3 separate regions of the Hordeum vulgare genome follow, and regions 2 and 3 are each linked to region 1. A link is a contact called in public Hi-C and HiChIP or PLAC-seq data. All regions are on one chromosome and are shown on one strand. Each heading gives the region's core, a stretch centred on a gene start, on an enhancer-like site or on the middle of the called end of the contact. The rest is flanking DNA. Distances are from core to core; before and after follow the strand shown. Region 1 holds the start of LOC123412942 (G patch domain-containing protein TGH homolog). Region 2 holds the start of LOC123411743 (tRNA(adenine(34)) deaminase, chloroplastic). Region 3 holds the start of LOC123410544 (sulfofructose kinase).

Evidence for each region. A called contact is a pair of places that touch in the nucleus more often than the background predicts. HiChIP or PLAC-seq counts read pairs in DNA pulled down with a chosen protein or histone mark.
Region 2: an H3K4me3 HiChIP or PLAC-seq map of embryo shows a contact between it and region 1, with 9 times the contacts expected there. The contact joins the promoter of LOC123411743 here to the promoter of LOC123412942 in region 1. A contact is called at or near these places in 4 of 6 Hi-C or Micro-C datasets (leaf and seedling) and 1 of 1 datasets of contacts at active chromatin or transcription factors (embryo).
Region 3: a contact with region 1 is called in a Hi-C map of seedling, with 4 times the contacts expected there. The contact joins the promoter of LOC123410544 here to the promoter of LOC123412942 in region 1. A contact is called at or near these places in 3 of 6 Hi-C or Micro-C datasets (leaf and seedling).

What each region holds. Positions count from the first base shown.
Region 1 is chr7H:152,151,314-152,154,175 of MorexV3_pseudomolecules_assembly, reverse strand. LOC123412942 (G patch domain-containing protein TGH homolog) reads right to left here and starts at 1,592. Exons shown (of 17, transcript XR_006613635.1): 1 at 1,359-1,592; 2 at 577-667; 3 at 397-491.
Region 2 is chr7H:151,977,088-151,979,927 of MorexV3_pseudomolecules_assembly, reverse strand. LOC123411743 (tRNA(adenine(34)) deaminase, chloroplastic) reads left to right here and starts at 1,341. Exons shown (of 4, transcript XM_045104708.1): 1 at 1,341-2,840. The coding sequence starts at 1,356.
Region 3 is chr7H:152,384,870-152,387,569 of MorexV3_pseudomolecules_assembly, reverse strand. LOC123410544 (sulfofructose kinase) reads right to left here and starts at 1,254. Exons shown (of 10, transcript XM_045103496.1): 1 at 913-1,254; 2 at 743-817; 3 at 574-626; 4 at 253-403. The coding sequence starts at 1,209.

The sequences.
Region 1 (2,862 bases), core at 343-2,842:
TGGCATAATTTCGCAGATAATGAAAGTTACAATAGTGATGTTTTCTACTTCCAACCATGGAGCAACTTCATTACAAACCAAAATTACTTGTCTATTAAAACTAAAAATCACAGTATTTTCATGTAACAGTCTTGTTTTCTACTCCCTCCGTCCCAAAATAAGTGTCGTTGGTCAAGTACAAAATTTATACTAATTTAGTGTTAAGTTTGCAACACTTATTTTGGAACGGAGGGAATATATGACTAGAACATGGCGTGTTTGCATTCACACTCAAAACATTAAACGTTGGGCAGTCCAGTATGGAGTACCATGATTTGAAATAGAACAAAACAGTGTATGATTGCAAATTATCAATTCATACAGAAGGTGAGGTAGAAGAGAAAAAGCATTACATACCTTGATATCTTCCTCATCAAGAAAATTATATATGCTTTGCTTTTTATGCTCAGCTCTACTTTTTCGTGAAGATGTGAATGTCTGTGGCGTCCATCCTAAAGTGAATGACATTTTTATAATCCCACTCATTTCTTCTGTGATACTGTCAAATATTAGAATCGTAATCTTAAGGCAACATACCCTCTTTTGAGCCAGCAGTATTGTAGAAGCCAGCAGAGAAGCCTCCAGTAAATGCACCATGAAATCTTCTCCGTCCTTCCTCATCCCTGACCTACACTCCAATCACATCTAATCTTTAATAAAGAAGAGGTATGATTACTTAAAACAAATCATATGCTACACAATTTCATGGCAATGCTAACAGAAGAGAAAATCCAAGTGTCCAACGAGTTGGTAATAAAAGAAGGAAATATCTACAGAACTAATATCAGGCAAACTGTGCTGCCACAAAAGGTGTGATGAACAAAATGGTCACCATAAGCATGGCAATATTGGGCCAAAAAGAAAAAGAGCCTATGACATCTGGACCATGTGGCTAAGAAAGTGTGGCGCACCGCAACTGCAAGCCAAAGGTTAAGCGTGGCAACCTTACTACAAACCAGAACATCACCATAGCTCACTCCACACGATTCCGTCAAATAAACCCTAAATTGAAGAACATTTGCAGCATCCCCAACCGCAACAAAACACTATTAAAGAAGTTCAATTGATTCGAAAACACTAAACACGATTCTGTCATAAACGCTAAATTGAAGAACAACTCGCTTTCCCGACAGCCCCAGATGTATAGACTAGCATGCGTTGCTGCTAAACTACGAAATTGCTAATGATCATAGCTGAAATCTATTACCAACTAATGCGCCATCAATGAACCCCATAGAAGGGAGAAAATACACCCTGATGCTTAACTACAAAGGATACACGGAGAGTGGATGTGGTGGCGGGGTGGCGGGGCGGGGTACCTCCTGCTTCCAGGCGGGGAGGGCCCGGAGCTGGCCTGCGTCGGCGACGGCGCGGCGCTTGCGGGCGGAGATGTCCTCCTCCCGCTCGATCGGTGTCCCGTAGACCACGAGGTCCTGGTCGTCGTCGTGGGAAGCCATGGCCGCGGGAGCCTAGGAGTGGGAAGCCCTAGCTCGCTGGCGGCGAAGGCTGGTACACGACGACGGTTCAGGACGGAAAATTGCCGATAGGCGGCCGGTGGGTCTGTCCGCGGTGGTAAAAGGGGTGGGCCGAGAGCCCGAGACTATAGGTCTTTTTTCCCTTTCAGATCCGGACGAGACTATGATGTACTTGGCCCAGCTTGGAGTACCCTCGTGGCGATAAATAGCACATATGCCACATCAAAAAAGAAATACAGTACCACATATGGGCTAGGCCCAAAAGGCGCTCCAGATGCTACTCTGAAATTGTGTGAACAAGAATACGTACAAGATATATATGGAGGCGGCTGCTAGGCGGCACGCGGCTGTTAAGTCGGGATTAACAGCCGCCGAAATAGCCGTCAGTAGCCAGGTATGTTCGACACGGTCGGTCGACAACACGTGTCCCAATGCAACTAGACAAAACAAGTTTGGTCCTTGTGATGCTCCAACGACACCTGAAACTGTGAGCTCGAAGCAAATTCCCCTTCCTCCCACACACTCGTCCTCTGCATCTGCCCTGAAGCAGGGCGAGGCGAGATTCCAGCGACAGCTCCTACGATGGTAGCCCCCCGACAGCAGCAACTCCGCCTCGACCCCGACTTGTAGCTCTCCCCGACGGCACCTCCTCCTGTGCAGCAACTCCGCTTTCACCTCCTAAGGAGCTCCTAGACAACAGCTTCTTCATAGCTCCGACGCGTGGGAAGCAACTACGTCATCGTCTGCAGCAAGTCGATCACCTCCCTCGCGCAATGGCAAGTGACCACATCGTCAGCTCCATGTTGTCGGCCGCCATGCATGGATCGAAGCTCCGGTGCTCCATCCACCAGCACGCATGCCAAATCGGCCCCAATACTGGCTGGAGAGCGCATCATTCGGTCTGGAGCTGCAGGGGAGCTCCGGAACCCTCCTATCTTCTCAGCTAATGGCTCCTCCGCTAGCTCCTCACAAGCTTGGGTAAGTTGCAAACGAACCCTAGATTCACATAAAGTATGCATCAAATTGAGTTGAAAAAACACCATGTTATTGATTTTGTTCTGACATATGCATCAATGTGAGTAGTGCATCACCATCTATACTCTGTTCACTGAACCTTTGTTTACTAAATGTATATGAATTGCCGCTTTCAGGAAATTCAGTTTAGGAATTGCAACAAAAAATTTCTCAAATAATGTCCATGTTGCATAAAGGTTATGATATGAAAGCATTAGTCATGATATGAATCTATGGTTTATGATGTATATGTGTTGCTCATGTAGGATGCTAGTCACAATTGTCCCTGTTTGACAAGTTTCTTCACATGAAAAGTAAAAAAACAAATGTTGCA
Region 2 (2,840 bases), core at 92-2,591, 170 kb after region 1:
AGATATTTCACCCTAGCAGATATCTAGAATACCCTGGTCAAATGATGATGTGATCATAGATTGAGTTCCAAATAGGGCACCAAGGAGAGCTCCAAATAGAAGAAATCCCATCAATTATGTAGTAGGAGTTAGAATAAAGAATTGGGGCACACCATGGCCGAGATCAAATGAATGATTTAGGGATATTAGGATTGGCTCTCCAAACAGAAGTGTCACGAAAATACTTGGATTTTAGGACTTTGAAAATATGACTATCAAGATTTTCAGCAATTCTCGACGTAGTCGAAAGGACGAGGCGTGTATTCATTGTTTGCATATCACTAATGCCTAGACCTCCTTCACATTTGCTGATGCAAATGTCTTTCCAAGCCCCGAGGCAGAGGCCCTTAGAGCTGGGTTCATCCCTAATTCATGTCCACCAGAAAATGTATAGTGATAGTAGTGAGTTTGGCTATAAGCTTTCTGAAAAAATGCTTGACAACAGTAAACAAGGATGAAGGAAAAGACTGAGTTTATAAGATCAAACCTACCAACATGAGAGACTTTATTGGCTTTGTAGCCACTCAATTTGGCCTTGAATTTATCCGCGACAAAGTTGTAAGTTGCAAATGTGTCTTTAGCCGAAAGAATGAAGGGATGACGCAAATGAACGAAGTTTTCATGAGTATCATTGACATGAAAAGTATTTTTGACAGCTTCTTTGGTGTTGATCTGGACATTTCTACTCAATATAATACCAGATTTGTTTTAGTTAATAGTTTACCCAAAACCATTATAAAAGTTTTGAGGGATCTATTGTATATGAGTAGTCTTGGGACTGAAACATGCCCAGAAATGATCAAGTCATCAACAAATAATAAATAATGATGTATATCGTGTGTATAATATGAAGTCCTCCTTGTTTTGGTCACACTCCGTCATTGGCCGCTCCAGCGGGGCCTTAGCATGATGACTCCTTAACAATCTACCACAACAAGGTTTGCCCTCCGACGAGGAAGGAGCGATGAAGACGACGTGTCTTCGACTCGTTTCAATGCTTGTAATTGTTGTTAGGTGGTCTATAAATCTAAACGTAATTTTTTGTTTCTCATGTTTTTTTAGTATCTTGACAGTTGATGAATAGATCAGATTTAGAAAAAAAAACATTGATGCCACTAAAACGGAACAAAGCCGTGTGAGGATGAGGCCATGTTGTGGGGCATGATACCCCACGTTGCATCCACATCTCGGATCTTGTCGTCGCGCCGCCCATGACCCGCGGCAAACCACCTTTTCCAAACGCAAACTAGTCGCGTACACGCAATTCAAGCTGCTAAAACCGCTAGCAGTCGCGTGACGCAAATAATTTAACGACGATGTCTGATCCGGCACACAGCATGCGCCCAGCTGGCTCACTGAACCAGTGTCAGGAACCGGTGGCGCTCAATCCGAGCCGTCCATTTCCGATCGGACAGCAGAGGAAGCATGTCAGGTGGGTTTGGCTTTGGCAGCCCCCTGGCCTGGCGTCCGTCCGGTCACGGGCGATCCAGTCTACAGCCCGAGGCGACACTCCCACCTCAAACCCCACGCCCACAGCTCCACTCACCGGCGGCCGGACCGCCGTCGGCTGCCGCGTGCGCGTCCCGCGTCCCGCCATGTACAGCTCCTACTCCGCCGCCGCCTTCGCCCTCAGGGCCGCGAAGCCGGCCTACAACTACAACGCCCATTCCCCTTACGCCCCGTCGCACCACTGCAGCCAGCAGCACTACGACGGTGACGGTGCTCACCGCGAGCTACTTCCGCTCAACCCTCACCTCTCTCCCCGCTTCCTGCTTGACGGGTACCTCCTCCGCCACTCGACTCACCTCCTCCTCCTCTCCGCGCGGCTCCGCCCCCCGCTCCCGACCCCGCCCCCGCCGCACAGCTGCTGCCACCGGCGTGCGGCCGCCCGCTGCTGCTGCAGCGGCGGTGGCGGCGGTGTAAGGTCGTATGTTCAGCACGTTACTTGGGGATTGGAGGGGCGCGGGCACCGATGCTGCGGGCAGGGCGCTGGACGGTCGGATCTCGGAGTGGGTTGCCGGCGATTGAAGGCGCGGGGATGCGGTTGCGGCAGCTACGGCAGCGGCAGGTTACGTCTCGGCACTGGCTGTGGACATCGGGATACGCCGAGGTTGCTGGGGAGGGCGGTGCGGCAGGAGGTGTGGGAGTATGAGGGTGGCCAGTGGCCGCACAGAAGTTGTTCGATGGAATGCCATAGTGATTGGGATGATGAAGAGGATGAGGATGAATGTGGTCACGCTCAGTGGGAGCTGCCAGGTAAGGCCAGTTTTAGAAGGAAGTGGAAAGAAGAAGAAGATGATATATGTAGAGATTGCCGTGAGAGGAAGGGTGTGGAAAATGAGTACTACGGCGAAGCAGAGTACAGTGGACGGCGGAGGGAAAATAGGGATGTGAATGGGGCACATGACAGGCATCGGTATCATCGGAGGAGGTTGGAGCAGAGGGGTTACATCGACGGCGATGATACCAGGCGAAGAAGTGATGTGATGGAAGGGAGAGACAGGAGGGAGTTTGAGTCTGATGAGGCAAGGAATGTTGGTGCTCGAAGATACAGTGAGGATGACAGGAAACATGACCAGAGAAGAGAAAGAAGGGATTCTGAATATGAGGACGTGCTTGATGCTAGAAGAGTGGGAGCTGGCAGGTACAATGAGGATGACAGAAGATTTGATCGACGAACAGGGAGGATGGATTTTGAAATCGACAGTGGGGATGATGTGAGAAGAGATGGGAGGCGCCTTAGAAATGATGATGCAAGATTTGTTATTCGGAACACAAGGAGAAAGGAGTATATGGAGGAG
Region 3 (2,700 bases), core at 5-2,504, 230 kb before region 1:
AGATCAATCTCAACACCAATGTGGATGAGAGAGAAAAAAAGAACAGAAAAAATTGCAACATTAAGAAAGAAAAGTAATGGATTGACTTTTGTGCGACATGCCAACATTCACACATAACATAAGACTTCCGTTTCTGATATAATTGTCTGCTCACCAATGTATGGAAGTGAAGTCGAATATTATGTATGCACTCATGTTTCTTAAATACCTATAATAAGATGAAAACGTTATGTTGTGGCAGGAAAATATTACCTCTTCTGCAACAAGCAAAGCAGTCTCATGCAGTCTAACATCAAAATACACCATGTCTACGCCATGTAAAGCAGCAAACAAGTTTTCCTTTGTGAGCTCCTCCGGCTTCATTGGGGGATAACCAGGAGTGTGTATGCAAGTACGAGTTTTCCTGAAAACGAACAAGGAGGAATAAAACAATGGTAAGGAGCAAAACACTCTTAACTATATCTGCAGTAGCATCGTCATTTGCAAAACAATGTAGTAAGGAATAAGAGAAGAAAGATCACTTGTATAAAAACAGCATAACAGCACAGTTTGTTCTTTTGATTTATCACTCACGTCTGGTTATCGACGATTATATAGGTGAAGGGTGAATTTCCTCCATCTGCTATCTGGAATAAGAAGATAGACAGATAGTCATATACATGAAGTAGGATTATGATGGATGAATGCCGCTGCATATAGGAATGGAATAAATGGAGTAAGGCAACTGCATTGCGTATCATACCGCCATATAGGAAGTGTCTACTCCGTCGTCTTGCAGCTCCTTGAGAATGTTTTTTCCTAGTGCATCATTGGACACCTACTCTAGCAGTAAGAGCAAGGAGTGAGTATGCATATATACAATAGATCAACGGTGGTGGTAGTGAAGGAAGCCGGGATGGATGCGGCCTTTACCTTGGATATAATCCTTGGGCTGAGGCCCAGGCGAGCGGCTCCGGTGAGGGCGTTGCCGGCGTTGCCGCCTCCCTCGACCTTGAGCGCGAGGCTGCGGATCTTGTCGTCGGGGTTGGGGAAAGAGGCGACGGTGGCGAGGTAGTCCACAGATACGGCGCCGCAGCCGAGCACGAGGGGCTTGGATTGCTGGGGGGCGGAGGCGAAGGCGGCCATGGGAGGCGGGCAGCGGCGCCGGCGGGGAGGAGGAGAGCAAGGATTGATCGGAAGTGGAGGGATGTGCAGCAGCGTCAGCATCATTTTTATTTTCTTTATGCAAACTGTATATCAAACAAGTCAACTTGATGGCGATGAGAGGTCCAAGCGAAACCATCTTCCATAGACACAACCCAACTTGCGGATAAGGCAGGCCGGACATCATATGGATGATGGATTCACCGGGCCAGCCCACCCAGCCCACCCTACTCATCTACCATCACGCCAAGGCTAGGTTTGCAAGGTTATTGCACTTTCGTGTTTTCCCTGATTTTCCGCGGAGACCTTAGCCAGTGTTGAGATCGGAGCTTCTTCCCTCTTGTCGATCTGTTTCAGGAATCTTCTCCTTGTCACAGCGGCTCGGGCTAAGGTTTCCTCCTGTCATATCCGATGATTTCGAGATCGAGTAAGAGGTAGAAGATGGCTAAAGAAGTTGGAGGCAAGTTGGCTGCGGATGGCGGCTCTTCGTTCGCAACGGAGATAGAGAGATTGATGATGGAGCTCGGCCTCCAAGAGGATGACATGGACGACGTGGTGGTTGATGAAATCGTCGTTCCTAAGGATGTCGTTGGACGGATGGCAGTGGCGTGGGTGCACATCGACAAGGTCTACAGTCAAGGCTGGTTTTTCAGGATTATGCAAACTGCATGGGATCTCGCACAACCGGTGAACTGCAGGTCGCTGGAAGAAAATATATACACTATGCAATTCAATTGCTTGGGTGATTGGGAACAAGTTATGCAAGAGGGCCCCTAGAACTTTAGAGGGTACGCCGTCATCATTACCGCGTATGATGGAGTGACCCAGCCTTCCAAGGTCAAGCTGGACACAGTCGATATTTGGATCCAGATCCATGACGTCTCGGAGTTATATGATCATATGATTCCTTCGCTGGCTCCAAAAGTAGGAGAAGTGCTACATGTAGAGAATGGTTCCTATGATTTCGCGGGCAATTTCTACAATGCGGTGTCCCTAATCAGAAACAAGGAGAGGCAAATCTATAGGGTTAAGTATGAGCGTCTCCCTGATTGGCGCGCAATATGTGGATATTTGGGTCATGTGTTTAAAGAGCATGGAGATGGAATCCATCCAAAATCTGCATTAGTGTTTACTGGAGACATTATGTTGAAGGAATGAAAGAAATATATCAAGAATTGAGCTATAAAGTAACCCATTGTTTAGTTAATATTTATGACTGTAACATCACATAATGGAGTCTCGTTTGAATACGGTAATATCTTTCTTCTAATCAAGTAGTTTGTTCTTTACACAACTATATGGTGGAAGTTTTTACCAGGCTGCCCTGAAATGTTTCCCGAGGGACTACTTCCAGTATCGATAGAACAATTTATAAGGATCTTCGAGCCTCATGGACGGTCCGGGTTGGATGTGGCCCTGGTGGGAGTCAAGGGCGTCGTGGAGGGAGAAGAGGTGGCCGAGCAAGCAACCGTATTGCTGGGAAGGAGGCCTATGGGAATGTAGTCTAGAGGGAGGATCAAGACCCAGACTCAATTGTTGTCGATATGGTGAGAGAGG